3 separate regions of the Mus musculus genome follow, and all the other regions are linked to region 2. Evidence: chromatin contacts called from public Hi-C and HiChIP or PLAC-seq data. All regions are on one chromosome and are shown on one strand. The core of a region is the stretch at or near the end of the contact, and the rest is flanking DNA. Distances in the headings are between cores, read along the strand shown. Region 1 holds the start of Pomgnt1 (protein O-linked mannose beta 1,2-N-acetylglucosaminyltransferase). Region 2 holds the start of Hpdl (4-hydroxyphenylpyruvate dioxygenase-like). Region 3 holds the start of Eri3 (exoribonuclease 3).

The links. A called contact is a pair of places that touch in the nucleus more often than the background predicts. HiChIP or PLAC-seq counts read pairs in DNA pulled down with a chosen protein or histone mark.
Region 1: an H3K4me3 HiChIP or PLAC-seq map of neural tube shows a contact between it and region 2, with 3 times the contacts expected there. The contact joins the promoter of Pomgnt1 here to the promoter of Hpdl in region 2. A contact is called at or near these places in 1 of 39 promoter capture datasets (erythroid cells), 3 of 115 datasets of contacts at active chromatin or transcription factors (bone marrow-derived macrophages, embryonic stem cells and neural tube) and 3 of 9 other capture datasets (liver, macrophages and pancreatic islet).
Region 3: a contact with region 2 is called in a Hi-C map of CD8 T cells, with 4 times the contacts expected there. The contact joins the promoter of Eri3 here to the promoter of Hpdl in region 2. A contact is called at or near these places in 5 of 484 Hi-C or Micro-C datasets (CD4 T cells, CD8 T cells, natural killer cells and 2 more), 1 of 115 datasets of contacts at active chromatin or transcription factors (memory CD8 T cells) and 1 of 9 other capture datasets (pancreatic islet).

The regions. Positions count from the first base shown.
Region 1 is chr4:116,148,566-116,151,780 of GRCm38.p6, reverse strand. Pomgnt1 (protein O-linked mannose beta 1,2-N-acetylglucosaminyltransferase) reads right to left here and starts at 1,263. Exons shown (of 22, transcript NM_026651.2): 1 at 1,164-1,263; 2 at 538-716. The coding sequence starts at 657.
Region 2 is chr4:116,820,119-116,823,405 of GRCm38.p6, reverse strand. It overlaps Hpdl (4-hydroxyphenylpyruvate dioxygenase-like), which reads left to right and starts at 1,898. Exons shown (of 1, transcript NM_146256.3): 1 at 1,898-3,287. The coding sequence starts at 2,144. The coding sequence ends at 3,259.
Region 3 is chr4:117,548,298-117,551,713 of GRCm38.p6, reverse strand. It overlaps Eri3 (exoribonuclease 3), which reads right to left and starts at 1,349. Exons shown (of 9, transcript NM_080469.4): 1 at 984-1,349. The coding sequence starts at 1,118.

The DNA.
Region 1 (3,215 bases), core at 14-2,513, 670 kb after region 2:
CAGATCACAAGGGCCTTCTGAAAGTATGACCTTGGCTGAAGAGGACACAGGGACCAGTCTCTCCACTTTCTGGTTCCCAATAAGGACACGGATTTGTGGCCATCTCCCAGAGAATGTTCCCTGGCAGGTTTCCCTCCACCAACCAGGTCCTTCCTACCCCGTGGTCTTGTATTTTCCCATTTGAGTCCTTGACTTCCTTGGTCCCCTCCATAACTAGTTCCTTGAGATGGATTTAGGACCCGAGAACCACAGCGGAGAGCCAGAGACACAGAAGAACGTGGGCCACACTGCCTGACAGTTGGGTGTCAGGGGCAAAGCCTGCCTGACCAGACTTCTGGTTTCTGTTGGATGCCGAGGTCAGACTAGGGTTCTGATTCCAGAATCCTGGCTCTAAACCACTGCCTGAGAAGGCTGTAACAGACAGAGGTTTCCCCTCCAGGAATTTGCTGCCTCTTCTTGATAGCCAAGGTAGTTAGTTCCTAGTCTGTTAGAGTAAAGTTAGGGAGCAGCTTTTGGGACACGTGGGACCTCATTTACCTGACAGAATCTCCTCAGGGCCCGCTGGTTTGTCAGTTTATACTTCCAGGTAAGGTACCAGCTCCGTTTCTTCCTAGCCCCAAAGGGCTTGATGAGGGGACTGGGCTTCCAGTCATCCATACTGGATTAGGGAGTCACCCCTGTCCCGGCCAGTCCATGACTTCAGGAATCTGAGGGGACTATATATAGAGTCACATAGAGTAAGATGCTTGTCCCAAAGCTTAATGCCTTCTGGAATGACTTCTCTCAGCAAACTGCTGAGCTGTGTGCCCTAGGCAACGTGGCTTAACTTCTCTGGGTCTGGCCAGAAAATCTTTGGAGGAGTTGGATCACCTGAAAATTCCCTGGGGCTAGAGGAACTGTGTGCAGGATCAGGGCCTTAGCGGCGGAGGCCAGTAACTCAATCAACTCTTAACGATTCATCAGTCCTTAAAAGGTCCAAATCCCAGTCCTTCCCAGCCCTGGGGTAGAACAGTAACAGCGACCTCCTGCACCCCAATCCTCCACCCTCGTCTCTTCCCATCTGGCTCAACTCCTCTCCTCTCAGGGATCAGGGACGCCGGAAGGTTCAGAAGACCCACCCAGCCCGCATCACCCCTCTGAGACCCGCACTGGGAGGCACTTACGGCTCAGGGGCCCCGGGCCCCGCTCGGGCCGCGCTCGGGCCCGCACAGCTCGGCCCCGCGCGCCGCGGCCTCCGCGGCCTCCGCCTCCTCCATGCCTCTCGCGCCCCGCCCCGGCCCGGCCGGCCCGCCCCGCCGCTTCCGCCGCCGCCGCCGCCGCGGGGTGAGAGGGCGGCGGGCGGCGCTTAGGGCGGCGGCCGCGGCCGGGCGTCTGCAGCGCGAGGGGAGCCGGCGTACTCTGCCTGTCTGGCAGGGTTACGGTCCGCACGAGTGGACCTCGGGCGAGAGCACATCCCCGCACCGCGGAGCCGGAGCAAGCGGCATTCCGGGACCTCGGGCCAGCTCACTGGGCAAGCCAGGATCAGAGGGCTGCAGCTCCGAGGCCTGGCCCAGCCCCGCAAGGCTGTTTCCAGGCCGGGGAGGAGAGGATTAGAAACCTGCTCCGCTACTATTTTGAGCGCTTACGTTAACTCGATTTCATAAACCATGATTAAGAGGCACCGTGACTACCCCATCTTTAAAGAAAACCAAAAATGCTCTTTGATTGTGTGCATGTGCAGGTAGTGCGGGCGCTCCTTGAAGAGACTAGACCTCAGTCTGATACCCCTGGAGCCCAAATTAAAGTTGTGATCCCAACCGCTCCTCTAGAAGAGCACCAGGTGTGCTTAACCACTGAGCCATCTCCAGCTCCTGATTAGTTCTTTTCTGAGGAAGCAGGAGCTTACCTATCTCCTTATAGCCCTAGCTATCCTGGAACTCCTTATGTAGACCCGGCTGAACTTGAACTCACAGAAATTCACCTGTCTCTGCCTCCTAAATGCTAGGATTAAAGGAGTGTACAACATGCCCAGCAACACTTTATTTATTTACACTTTTTTTTTTTTGAGGACTCCAAAAGTGTTGGCATCTTTCGATATGATAGCAGTGCTTGCCAGGTTGGAAGTGGTGTTGCATTCCTATATAGGTGAGGGAAGGCTGTGTGAGGCAAGTCCACTTTCATAACAAGATGCTAAGACCCACAGTAGCTCACTCCTGGGTTCCCAGCACTTAGGAACTGAGGAAGGAGGATTGCCATAGATTCAAGGTCAACTTGGTCTACAACATGAGTTCTAGAACAAGTCAGGATTTTGAAGTGCAACCTGCTCTGAGAAACAAAAAATGTTTTGGTTTTTTACATGTTCTTTATACTGAAGTTTTTCTTATTTAAACATCAAAAAAAGCAGGGGCTGGAGAGATGGCTCAGTGGTTAAGAGCACTGACTGCTCTACCAGAGATCCTGGGTTCAATTCCCAGCAACCACATGGTGGCTCACAACCATCTGTAATGGGATCTGATGCCCTCTTCTGGTGTGTCTGAAGATAGTGACAATGACATTGTACTCACATATATAAAATAAGTCTTTTTAAAAAAATCAAGTCAGCAGAAGTTCTCACATTAGCCTCTGACCCTCTTCTGTCGTCAGGTTTACTGTCCATGATCTTGTCTTCTCATGATCCTTATTAATGTCCAGATTCTCAAACTTGCATGTGCAGTCCTAGATTCCCTCCTGAGCGTCAGGCTCCCCTGTGTCTGAGCGCCAGGCTCCCCTGTGTCTGAGCGCCAGGCTCCCCTGCCTGCTGCATCTCTTCACAAGACCCACAATTTCACAGCTACTGACATCATCTCTACCTGCTCTCAGATCTCTTCTGGATTCCTTTGCTTGGGAAATTGTATCAGGCCATATAGCTGGGCCTCCCTTTGTCTTTTTCCAGTGATGTCAGTTGAAATCAACTGTCATGATAGTTGAAATCCTTTGTTTCTTTGAACAATATTGAATACCATTTGAAACAGATGAACTCATCTGTTGCCTGATTCTTTCACTTGTGCCTCTAATTCTCTCCAACCTGCTGTTGCAGGCACTTTTGTGCTGTTGCACTTTTGTGCTGTTGCACTTTTGTGCTGTTGCACTTTTGTGCTGTTGCACTTTTGTGCTGTTGCACTTTTGTGCTGTTGCACTTTTGTGCTGTTGCAGGCACTTTTGTGCTGTTGCTGTTGCACTTTTGTGCTGTTGCAGGC
Region 2 (3,287 bases), core at 649-3,148:
AGTATTTACCTAACATTCACAAGGCTCTGAGTTCAAGCCCTAGGGGATGGGGAGGTACAGCCACAGGGGATCAGGTATGAATGCTATCCAAGACTCCCCAAAGGAGTCATAGCTTGTTCTGGGCCATTATCAGAGCTGCTCCTTGACTCAGCTGCCTAATCTTTGACCCAAGTCAGTGCAGTCTCTGCCCACTCCCATGTCCTCAAAGACACACAATACCCTCTGGAAAGTAACACTGATATTGTGTAATGAAAATAAAACAGTAACTACAGCTACTATTAATGGGAACTTACAGTGTCTCAACCACAGCAATCTGGGTTAGAGGTGACATGTAGTTAAGTAGGGTGCTTGCCCAGCCTGTGTGAGACCCTAGCATTGATCCCTAGTGTTGGGGTGAGAGCTCGTTTGTTTGTTTGTTTGTTTGTTTTTTGAGACAAGGTTTCTCTGTATAGCCCTGGCTGTCCTGGAACTCACTTTGTAGATCAGGCTGGCCTCGAACTCAGAAATCTGCCTGCCTCTGCCTCCTGAGTGCTGGGATTAAAGGCATGCGCCACCACGCCTGGCGAAAGCTCATTTTTGTAGATAAGGAAACTGAGAAATTATCCAACATGACCAAAGTCCTGTGAGTACATGTTAGAGATATTTCTCTTTTTTGTTTTTTGTTTATTTGTTTGTTTGTTTGTTTCCAAGACAGGGTTTCTCTGTGTAGCCTTGGCTGTCCTGGAACTCACTTTGTAGACCAGGCTGTCCTGGAACTCAGAAATCTGCCTGCCTCTGCCTCCTGAGTGCTGGGGTTAAAGGCATGACCCACCACGCCCAGCCCAGAGATATTTCTAACCCAGGGCTGCTTAGCTCTGGAATCCATGTTCTTCTGATCACTGGTCAGAGGAAGAGGCCCTGACCTCGACAAGCCTCCTTGTCTAAGTCTTGTCCCCCTATGGCAGCCTTCTGTCACTTCCTGACAAATTTCTGGGCATGTTGTCCTTCCCAAATGTCTTCCCAACACAATTGTTCCGAGTCTGGCTTGCTTCTTCTCTCAGGTTTGCTCCCTCATTTTGCCCTTTCAATGTCCTATAACCTTGCTTCAAGGACCTTCCAGCTGAAGTCTCACAAGACTTCCAGTTTCCTCATTCTAGTGATCTCACGAATCTTGAGTTCCCCTGGCTGATATCTTTAGGAAGGTATCAACTTCTTTATATCTTTAGGAAGAACAACCCTGGGCTGTTCTTGGAGACCTACTAAGGCAATGAGCAATAGTTCCTTTCAGGAACAACAAACAAAACACAGTAGTTTTCTAATCCCTCCAAATCTCACTTAGAAGTAGAATTGAAGAGTCAGGTGAAGTGCAGATTGCCAGATACAGAGAAATGTAAACGCTTGCTCTTCTATCAATTTCTCCGCCCCATTTGGGGATTGAAAATCTGTAACTGAAAATATTTTAATATTAAAATAATAAGATAAATTGAAATTATGTATCTTTTCTCATCATAATGCAATAAAACTTAAAGAAAAATAAATAAATAAAACGTTAACAGAGCCCGTTCTTGAACACAAACTTCTGAATTGTAAAAAAAAAAAAGTACCAGGCCAAGAAAATTCCGTCTGTTGAGAAAGGATTGGGGCTCCTCCCCCACACGGGCAGTCCTTAGGCTCTAAGGTCGCGGGAAGAGAGCGCCTGGCACAGAGTGAAGGTGGCTATTGTTACTTCCCGGGCCCCGGAAGGGGTGGCTAGTTGCCCAAGGGTGTGACCTGGTCCAAGGCCCTGTGAAGGAACTGCCCTTCGTCCCCACTGTACTCCGGGAGACAGGTTCTGGACCGGAGGGAGTGTCAAAGGCGGAGTCTCAGGCTCCACCCTGACCTCCTGGTCCGCCCCGCACAGCGTCCGCGTGGTTCTCATACAATTTACCCTGCAGAGCCTGTGGTCCTCAGCCGGCTTCTGGTTGAGGTGGCCCTGCCGAGAGGGTCAGTCCCCCAAAGTTTGACTTCGCGACCTCTGCCCAGAAAAGACCAAGAAACACGATCTTCGGATACACCAGGACTCCGCCGGCTTCCAACTACTAGTCCTGGACCAAGAGTCTTGGAGTTCTAAACAAGTGAGCGGTCCCAGAAGAACAGATCCGGGTGGCCGGCAATTGGGCTCGCCATGACTGCGCCCGCCCGTCGCCTGTGTCACATCGCTTTCCATGTACCAGCTGGGCAGCCCCTAGCGAGGGACCTACATCGTGTCTTCGGCTTCCAGCCCCTGGCGGTGAGGGAAGCAGGCGGCTGGAGACAGCTGGCCCTGCGCAGCGGGGACGCTGTCTTTCTAGTGAATGAGGGTACCGGGCCCCAGGAGCCACTGTACAGCCTGGACCCGCATCATTCGGTGCCCAGTGCCACGAACCTGTGCTTCGACGTGGAGGATGTGGACGGCGCCGCCCGCGCGCTGGCGGCTCGCGGCTGCATCATGCCGGTACCACCCACTAGGGTGAGAGATGCACAGGGCACAGCCACCTACACAGTGCTCAGCTCTCCGGCTGGTAATCTAAGCCTTACGTTGCTGCAGCGTGCTGGCTATCGCGGATCCTTCCTGCCCGGGTTCAGACCTCTGCCTTGCACACCTGGCCCAGGTTGGGTCAGCCACGTGGACCACTTGACCTTGGCCTGCACCTCCGGCAGCTCCCCTATGCTTATGCGCTGGTTCCACGACTGCCTAGGCTTTCATCACTTGCCGCTGAGCCCAGGTGAGGATCCGGAGATGGGCCTCAAGGTGGCTGCAGGGTCTGGGCGAGGGGGACTACGGCTTACTGCCTTGCAGACTCCGCCGAATAATACTGTCCCCACCCTCGTGCTGGCGGAGTCCCTACCGGGACTCAACAGCAAACAGGACCAGGTAGAGCAATTTCTAACCCGGCATGGGGGGCCAGGCCTGCAGCACGTAGGACTGTACACTCCTAACATCATAGATGCTTCTGAGGGAATGGCGAAGGCGGGATGCCGGCTTCTGACTCCTCCTGAAGCTTATTACCAGCAGCCCGGCAAAGAAGAACAAATTCTAGCCGCAGGGCACAAGCCTGGCCTTCTAGAACGGCAGGGAATCCTGCTGGATGGTGATAAAGACGAATTTTTGCTTCAGGTCTTCACCAAGTCCCTCTTCGCCGAAGACACTTTCTTCCTGGAGCTGATTCAGAGACAGGGGGCCACAGGCTTTGGCCAGAACAACATCAGGGCACTATGGCAGTCGGTGCAAGAGGAAGCAGCCAGGGCCCAGGGAGCCTAACCCAGGCTAGGCCTGGGAGTTGCCACTT
Region 3 (3,416 bases), core at 100-2,599, 730 kb before region 2:
GCTCCCTTCCCCCAGGCAGCACCTGCCGACAGGCAGCCAAGTGGGTTTCTAACCAAGATCACAGGCATACATTAGTGGAGTCACACTCCAAGTCACTGTTATAAATTGGCTTTTAAATGGTGGGCGATTCAAGTATAATATACTTAAGGTCCAAGACCGAGCCCACTAAAACAAGGTATACTGTGTATGATAAAGTCAGAATAAAGCTGAATTTGATGAAGCCAGTTTTCTGGTACAAACTCTACAGTCAAAAATCATTCGGCCAATCACAATCTACTACAGTTAAATAGCTTAGTCTTTGGCCAATGGGATTCATGTTTTGCTGCCCTTGGGCTGGGAAACCAATGAAATGCACTAGCAAATGCAAGCCACAAAAATGGTCAGAGACAATTATTGGCCCCAGTCATTGCGAAATCCAGCCTGAGGGGCAAGCTCTGTATCTCCAGATGAGGGGCCCCATACCCAGCATCTTCCAGGCCAACGTCGAGCAGCTGACATTTCACAAGAACTCAACCCAAGTCATGCTTTCTTTGTTTTAAGAAGACACCTGTTGCTGGACCACTTGCAATAAAGACATACAAAAAGCTACCTGGGTTAAGGCTCTTTCTCCACTCTGTCCACCTCTGTCCACCATTATTACCCACAGCTTGTGACTTACAAGGAAGTAAAGTGCTAGCATGTGTGCCTGTGCCAAGATGCGGAGGGGGTAGTCTATAAATAATTCCTTAATCTTCTACTTTATCTGGTCAAACCTCTCTCCTTCTCCAGAAATCTCAAACCAGGCCCTTTCATCAACTCACCCAGTCTCTCTCGCAAAGCCGAGCTCCCCCACCGCCCTCCCCAGCTATCCCTTCGCCCAGAGTTCTAACATCCAGGGTGAGCACCAGGCCAGAATCCCAGGCTCCTTAAGTGTGCGCGCCACGACCCACACCCCGCATGCATTAACCAGGGCCCAAGCTGGGGGCCCTCTCAATCTCACCCACCCCAGGGTGTTGCCCCCAGCTCGGGCCCATCCAGGTCCAGGGAAGCGTAAGGGGAGGGGCAGGGGGCCAGGAGACCAGCCCTCCTTCCCAGGGCCGCCCCCGCCCCCCGTCAGCTGCCGGAGAGGCTGTCGCCATGGCAACGCCCCCTCCTCCGGGCCAGCACGGCAGGCTCTCTCCAGGTGCAGGCCCCGGCGTCTCCCTCGGCCTCAGCAGACGCTCCGGGCAGTTGACGGCAGCGGGCACGGCCCGCGCCGCCTGCGGCGCTGGCCAGGCAGAAGCAGGGCCAGCTCCGCCCGCTTCCCACAGCCCGTTCCAGGCAGCCTCAACAGCGGCAGCCAGCACCACGAGTCCACAACACACCGACTCACCTCCGCGCACTCTGACCCCGACCGACGCGGTGGACGGGCGGGCGTGGTAGCCAACCGCTGAGCCCGCTGCTAGCGCCTTTGGCCAATGAGCTGGAGTAAGGCGGGGCTTCTTCTCTCCAAACGCTCTCTCTCCCGCCGACATGCGCGTTAAGGTGTGTCAAGATGGTGACCGTTGGCTCTGGGCCTTGTGGGACTTGTAGTTTAGAGGAGCCACGTATTCAAAAGAGAAAGGGAGGGTCACTTCTAAACAGTGAAAGGGGTTTTCTTAAAAAATAAATAAATGATAATAATAAAATAACCCGAAATCTTCGTCAGGCCTAAAATGACCCAGATGCTCTACTTATTTTCCCCACCTTGACTGTAGGCATTCGGTGAGTATGGGCTTAGGAGACATTCTCTTTAGGCGACACTTTTCTGTGATTCATTGTCAACAAGTAATCGTTATCTACTTTCTGATGCGGGCCTGAGGGAAATCTGGAAAGAAGGGAGGCGAATTCAGCTAAAAAGAAAATGCTGAGATTTCTGAAGGGCCTTTCTGAGGAGGAAGCTTCTGGCTTGTTGAGGCCCTCAGAGGAACTGTCAGGGTTAACAAGGTTTCTGGCCATAGCTGTAGTGGGTCTTTCACAGTCAGTCTCTCCAGGCAGCTGGGGAGAACTTCACCTAAAGCGATGGGTGAGTGTCTCCATCTTAGCTGTGCTTCTCTGGGAATCCACGTTATGAAATGGGAAGCATCAGTCTTAAGCCACTGGTGATTTTGACAGCCTCTCAGTCAGATCCATCTTAGGAGCCATCTTCAGTTACCAAGCTCCTCTGTCTGCCACCTGCTATTTTCCTTTAAGACAGCTAATATCAGTTCTGGACCCTGCCACCTCTGAGATCTTAATATAATGGTTCCTGCCTGAGCTGGAAATGCCTGTAATCCCCATATCAGAGAATGCCTTCTTTAATCTCATGCACATAATGGGTTAGATGGTTCTACTGTGAACCTACAGAACTGAGCACAGCACTTTACAATTGTCTCCCTGCCATCTCTCTCCCAGGAATTGAAACTCGTTTAAGATAGCTATTCATTTCCATATTGTTCATGCTGCATGGCTTATACCCAGTATGGTGTCAGTCATAGAGCAGCTATGCAATAATGTGTTTCTGACAAATGAAGGAGTAAACTGCAACAGAGACAGATATCACTCACCCCAACTGAGAAAAGGAGAGCCACGATTGCCTGTCCCCAAATCTTGGAACTAAAACTGGAGCTTCTTCTTCTTATCGTTACATAAACATTAACCTGGATTGGCCCATTCGTCAATGCGTGTTTATACTTCAGAATTGGGCACTGTCTGTTGCTGATGGTTTCATGGTAAGACATATAAAATCCATATCCTCAAGGAGCTTTTCTATAGGAAAGGAAATGGAAGGGATGGGCAATGAAAAGATAATATAAAAAGTAAAACAATGGGCTAGAGAGATGGCTCAGCGGTTAAGAGCACTGACTGCTCTTCCAAAGGTCCTGAGTTCAAATCCCAGCAACCACATGGTGGCTCACAACTGTCCATAATGAGATCTGATGCCCTCCTCTGGGGTGTCTGAAGACAGATACAGTGTACTTACATATAATAAATAAGTCTTAAAAAAAAAAAAGAATCTGTATTCTAGGACTATCCTAGAAGACCTGAGTTTGATTCCCAGCACCCACATGGCAGCTCACAACCATCTATAACTCTGGTTTTAGGGGATTTAATGCACTCTTCAGGCTTCCTCAGGCACTGCATACAAGTGGCGCACAGACATCCATGCAAGCAAAACACCCACATACACTTAGAAGAAGAAGGAAGAGGACAAGGAGGGAAAGGAGGAAGAGGAGGAGGAGGAGAAGGCAGCGGCAGCTGACCCTAGAAAATAGAGCAGATCCAATGACTACGGTTATAGACTTAGACTTAACTGGGAAGCCTAAGCCCAGGGAAGAAGAACGTGAGGCTGGAAAGGAGGGGGTGAATATACAAGGCAGGGTGTTACCCAGTTGGCCAGGGTAGCAAAGAAAATAGTTTCTCTCAGCAGATCCTATTCC